2 separate regions of the Mus musculus genome follow, and region 1 is linked to region 2. The links are chromatin contacts, called in public Hi-C maps. All regions are on one chromosome and are shown on one strand. Each heading gives the region's core, a stretch centred on a gene start, on an enhancer-like site or on the middle of the called end of the contact. The rest is flanking DNA. Distances are from core to core; before and after follow the strand shown.

Region 1 (2,700 bases), core at 40-2,539, 290 kb after region 2:
GATTCACAACTCTTGTGCATTCCACGTTCTTGAAAAAGATATTCCTGGACCATAAATCTGACAAGAGAACTTTATAATTGTTTTCTGAGAAAAAGGGGGAGAGACTCTCATCCATTTTCAACTGTAAGATATCTGTGTCCTTAAAGTATGTTTTGGTTTCTTGGTCTTTGAAACTGACTTAAGTGAATAACCATTTAGAATTTTAAAAAGTATTAATTCTTCTTTGGCTCTAATCTAACTCAAAGGTTTAAGGGTGGGAGGGGAAATGGAGCTGTCAGACTTGTTGCAGGCGACGAATGTGAATGTGGCTGAGCTCACGTACAAGAGGACACTGCCTTAAAAAGCGTGCTACAGCAATCCCGAGAGTGACGCTCCATGAACACCTATCACAGAGCTCCAGATCACCTACTAAGATCTGTTCAGGTCCACCTTACTCCTGTTTTGTACCAAATTGGCAAAGGAGCGCTTCGGAAAACAGCCCTCACTGGAAGAACACATCAGTTTAGGCCCTCGCTTTCTAGACTTTCCTAGAGGTAAGTACTTTCGAGGGGACCGCTCCCAGGACTCGCGGCTCTCTTTGCAGAGCATCCTCATGTTTCCAGAGAATGTCAGCTCGTTAGCGTCTGACACTGCAGGCACAGGAGCGGGAAAGGCAGTTCTGAGCACACCGCAGAAACGCAAAGCCGATTTAAAGGAATCCACGTTACAGCACACGCAAGCAGAGCGCGGGAAGGTAGAGTTCGCTGCACAGCCAGCTCGGGGTGGGAAGGAGAGCCGGCCCTCGCCGGTCCCCCGCGGGCGCTCCACGTTTCGTCACACCTCCTTTCCGGCAGGGCCGCGGGGCTGACCCTTCCGGGCGGCCTCAGCTTATCACCCGGACAGGCTACTTCCCGGCTTTGGCCCCGCGAGTCTCCGGAGTTTCCTGTCAGGCTCCCTCGGTCTCCGCGCCCATCCCACCGCTCAGGCCGACGGCTGGGCTCGGAGAAGCGGGATCTTCTACGCGAGAGACCGCAAGAACAAGCTTCGACGGGAAACAGCACGCAGGGCGGTGGCCACGGCCCACGCCTCCTCACGCCCGCAACTCCAGCCTCCGCCCACTCGCTGAGCTCCGCCCCTCGCGGGTCCGAGCCAATGGGCCGCGCCCGCCTCCTGGGAGGTTGTAGAAGAGGGGGTTGGGGCCGGTGGCAGCGCCCGCCCCTTGCTCCTTCTCATTGGCTAAACTCTCGGGGTGCCCGGAGACCGGAGTGTAGCGGGATTGGCTGTCGAGCCTCGCAACGGTGGCGCCTATTGGCTGGAGCAGTCCCCGTGACGCCGGGTGGCGACTGGCTCCCGGGTCTGAGGGGCTTCTGCTTGTCAGGTTCTAGGTAGGTGCGTTTCACGCCGCCGTCCGTAGGCACCGTTGCCCGGGGCAACGCCCCGGGAGGTGGGAAGGAGGCCGGAAGGCGAGCGCAGCGCGGGGGTAACCGTTCCCGCCTGCAGGGGGGCGCCGGGCTTTTGGCCCAGCGGACGCGGGCTGTGCGGAGGCGCTTCCTCTGCCCTCAGCCAGCTCGGTCCCCTGCCGGGGCTGCGGGGTCACACTCGCCTCATCCTACCCGCGCGACGGAACGTTCCGGGTTGGGCTTGGGTCCGGGCTGCTCACCCGGCCCGCCAGGCCCGCCCCTCCTACCCGCCCGGGACCCGGAGGCTGAGGGGGCGGTGCCGGCCGTGGCGGGCGCTTGGCCCCGCCCCGTCGCGGGTCGCGGGTGTGCGGGGCGTGGGGCGGGGTTGGGAGCTGCTGCGGTGGGGAGCCCGCACCCTTTCCCTTCTTGCGCTCCTCCGACGCTCGCCCACGGTGCCCACACCCCTTCTGGTCTCCTCACCCGTCGCCGCCCTCTCCTGTGGCACCCAGCCCCGAGAGTTCCCGCAGCCCCTTTCATCAGGACCCTCTGACCCTGTGTCGCCTCGCTTCAGCTTCACGTCCCACTGCCCCTTTGGTTCAGGGCAGCCTTTCAGAAGTCCGGCCCAGGGAGACTTCTGGAGGCATCTGGACTTGTCAGGGGTGATTTTTTCCCTAAGGGCTTTTTAGGGGTCTGAGGTATTTGGAGGCACCTTTGTGTCTTCCTTGGACTCCTCTTAAGATCAGCCCTCCGAAAGGAGTTCATGAGATTAGTTTTGGTAAGAGCTAGGGCTCCTTTGAACAATTAAGTTTCCATGAGGTGGTCGCTTGGAACTCTGTGCATTTGTGATTTTTGTTGGGCATGCCATTGCAATTTCAGTTTGTTCGGGCAGCCTTTCATTTTCAATATCTTATGACGTAAGAGCAATGAGGCTTTTGATACTTTTACTTCGGAAGAAGCTGTATATATTCACAATGGTCTCACGGTCACCCTAACATATGCTACTCCAACATGTACAGGAGTTTTCAGGCATTTTTCAGAAAGAACCTTCTCAACCTGAAGTCACCGTATATAAACGTCTGATGTCAGAGAATCTAAAGATAAGGCCCACAGTATTTTAGTGGTTAACATCTAAAAAATACTTTGCAGTCCATCTGTGAAATAAGAACAGGTTTAAAGGAAAAGTATTGCAAAATACATGGTGTGGTTTAGGGACTATTTATATACACACCTGTGTAGGCTTTATAATGGTGTGTGGAAGAGCCAAAGGATGTAAAAAGGTTGAGTGTCCCTTTTACAGCCAAGAAAAGATTTTCTGATAGCC
Region 2 (2,700 bases), core at 141-2,640:
TAGTTCATGTTCTTTTGCTGTGATAAAACACTGATCAAAACATCTTGGGGAGGGGAAGGGTTTATTGGGCTTATAGTTACAGTCCACCACCAAGGAACGTCAACAGGGACTCGGCAGGCACCTGGAGGCAGAGACTTACAGACGCTGTGGAGGATGGAGGACCACAGCTAACTGGCCTGTTCTCCATGGCTTGCTCATCTTATGTTCTTATTCAAGACCAGCTACTCCAGGATGGTACTGACTGTAGTCTGCTGGGCACCTCCCACACCCATCGACAACCAAGGAAGAAGTCTACAAGCCAATCTGATTCCTGGGTGGCTTTAATTTCTGTCAAGTTGAAGCAGTCTAACTAGCACATATATTAAGGGAATTAGTCTATGATTATCATATTTCTAGGAAATATCTTTCCTGGCTATGGTACCTTTGTTTCATAGTTTTTCTTTCTATTGTAGCCAATTTGATCATTATTTTAATTCGATGTCCATTTTATATTATACTTTCTCTAAACTGTACAAAATATATTTTTTTCCCAATTTGGCATCTGTAATTTGCTCTTCGATTTTGTTCAGCTGCCTCAAAAAACATAGCTCTTTACAAAAGATTTTTAATCATTGACATTTCAGCGATCCTGTCTTTATGTCACTGCTAATTTGAGATGTTAAAGTTGACCTCTAAAGAGTACACCCAAGTCTTGTGTCTGTCAATACAAAAGCTGACAATGTTGTCTCCCAGAGTAGCGTGCACTCTATATCCGTCCTTCTGCCATTCAAAACCCCATGATAGAACTGGATGTGTATCCCAGTGGTGTGAGGCACGCTGAATTCAATCCTAACTGCGCAGCATCAAACAGCAAATTCTACACAAAAGGGAAGTAAGAAGATGGCATGAAAGATTAAAAAGTATACATAGCTATAGGCAAATAAAAGAGTAAAATTTTATAGAATATTACATATAACTATGAAAATATATTTGAAATGATGAAAGAATTGATTTACTTAGAAAAATATAATTAATCAAAATTGAACAAAGAAATTGAATTGGTCAGTTTTCATGGAGGAAATGGAGATTTGCCATCGCAAAGGGGACTGAGACATGGCACAGCAGTAGTGGAAAAGTGACATCCACTTTACACTGGTAATGAATGGGCAGATCACAAAATAATAAGGTTTGTAAAACCAACTGCCCGGGGTTCCGTTTAATACAGCAGGCCTGCCAAAGCAAAAAGATGAAAGTGGTCGGATGCCTTCTCATTTCTTTTAAGTTAATGACTGTATAATTTTTCTCCAGAGAAAAGATGTTGTATATAGAAATGAACAGATGTGGGTCTGGGGCCCTGGTTCCACTTTGTTTAATTACTGAATTTTATCTGTTTATTCTAGAAGCCTCCAGATGGCAGCATTTTCCTGTGGAAGAGATGCTGGGTGCTTGTGGCTCAGCTCTGCTTTGCTTTCTAACAGCACCCAGGAGTCAGGCTGTCAACAGGAGGAGACAGGAGGAAAGGTGGGAGACATGTTCCAGAATATTCTGAGCTGTTATACTCTAATGTACCATCCACAAAGAACCTTTGTGAGTTGACAGCTTGCATAGGCAGTTCCCCAACAACCATAATAGAAAGAGGGTTTAATTATTTTATATATATAAAGCAATATATATACCCTGTTTTTATATAACAAAATTTATTGATATATGCATATATATATGTATATATCTTATTTTACTTATTCACTTTACATACTGCCCGTTGCCCTTCTTCTGGTCACCTCCTCCCACAATCTTTTACCCCACCCTCCTGAAACAGGTATTTTATTTTGAGTTAAGTTTGTAACACTCTGGTTAGAAAGCTGATTTGTGTGTGTGTGTGTGTGTGTTTTGTTCTTCACATACCACTTGCACAGAAATGATTTTTATTTTTCATATTTTAAACCTTGGGCAGTGAAGAGTCAAGATTGCAATCACGCAGACGCTAACACTCAACCCTTATTAACTGCAATCGTCATGGTGTGGCGACCCCCAACCATAACATTATTTCGTTGCTACTTCCTAACTGTGATTTTGTTGACGTGATGAATCATAATGTAAATATCCAATGTTCGACCCTTGTGAGGAGCCGGGACCCACAGGTTGAGAACCACTGCTGCGGAGCCAGTCCTCGGCGCTCTGCTTATCATGGCATTCTCTGGTCCCAACATCCCGCTTCTCCTCACACCTGGAGTAAACCAGAGGCCTTCGATGCCTCTGAACCATCTGCCCTTCCCGCCCCTCTCAGCATCTTCTGTCACTTTGTTGTAACGCTGCTCTTTCTTCCTTGAATGCAATTATGTCTTTTCTGTGTCAGGATCTTCGCTTCCCAGCACCTCTAGGGTTGTGTGGCTCGCTTACCCATTCAAGTCTTTCAGCTATCATTTTTCAGAGAGTTCTTCCCTGATCACTACCCCCTTCTCTTCATTGTGTCTTTATTCCCCCCATATTAAAATAAAGAAAATATCTGATGCGTTCTCGTGTGTCTTAACCAAACACAATATAAATTCCATGAAAAGATGGGGCTTTTTTTTTCTGTCTTCCTTAATCTATAAAAATGCCCAACATATGCCACATACTAGGTGCTCAATAATGAGTTTGTTGATTGAATGAAAGAACAGAGCAAACTTCAGTCAATTTATATGTCCATTTCATCCGTTTTGATATAGCATGTAGCAAATA

Evidence for each region. A called contact is a pair of places that touch in the nucleus more often than the background predicts.
Region 1: a Hi-C map of embryonic fibroblasts shows a contact between it and region 2, with 3 times the contacts expected there. The contact joins the promoter of Fer here to the enhancer-like site in region 2. A contact is called at or near these places in 3 of 39 promoter capture datasets (the 3T3-L1 cell line and cancer-associated fibroblasts), 1 of 15 datasets of contacts at CTCF or cohesin (the NIH/3T3 cell line), 10 of 484 Hi-C or Micro-C datasets (adipose-derived mesenchymal stem cells, cerebellum, cerebral cortex and 5 more) and 3 of 115 datasets of contacts at active chromatin or transcription factors (the NIH/3T3 cell line, embryonic stem cells and vascular smooth muscle cells).

The regions. Positions count from the first base shown.
Region 1 is chr17:63,862,692-63,865,391 of GRCm38.p6, forward strand. Fer (fer (fms/fps related) protein kinase) reads left to right here and starts at 1,290. Exons shown (of 19, transcript NM_001037997.3): 1 at 1,290-1,364.
Region 2 is chr17:63,574,376-63,577,075 of GRCm38.p6, forward strand. No RefSeq gene overlaps it. Among named protein-coding and RNA genes, the nearest start is that of Fbxl17, 75 kb to the left of the region's middle. Within about 2 kb of position 1,391, at least 5 of the 459 cell types and tissues checked have an H3K27ac peak or open chromatin away from gene starts, as enhancers often do. A contact at or near this core is called in embryonic fibroblasts, where this site is marked.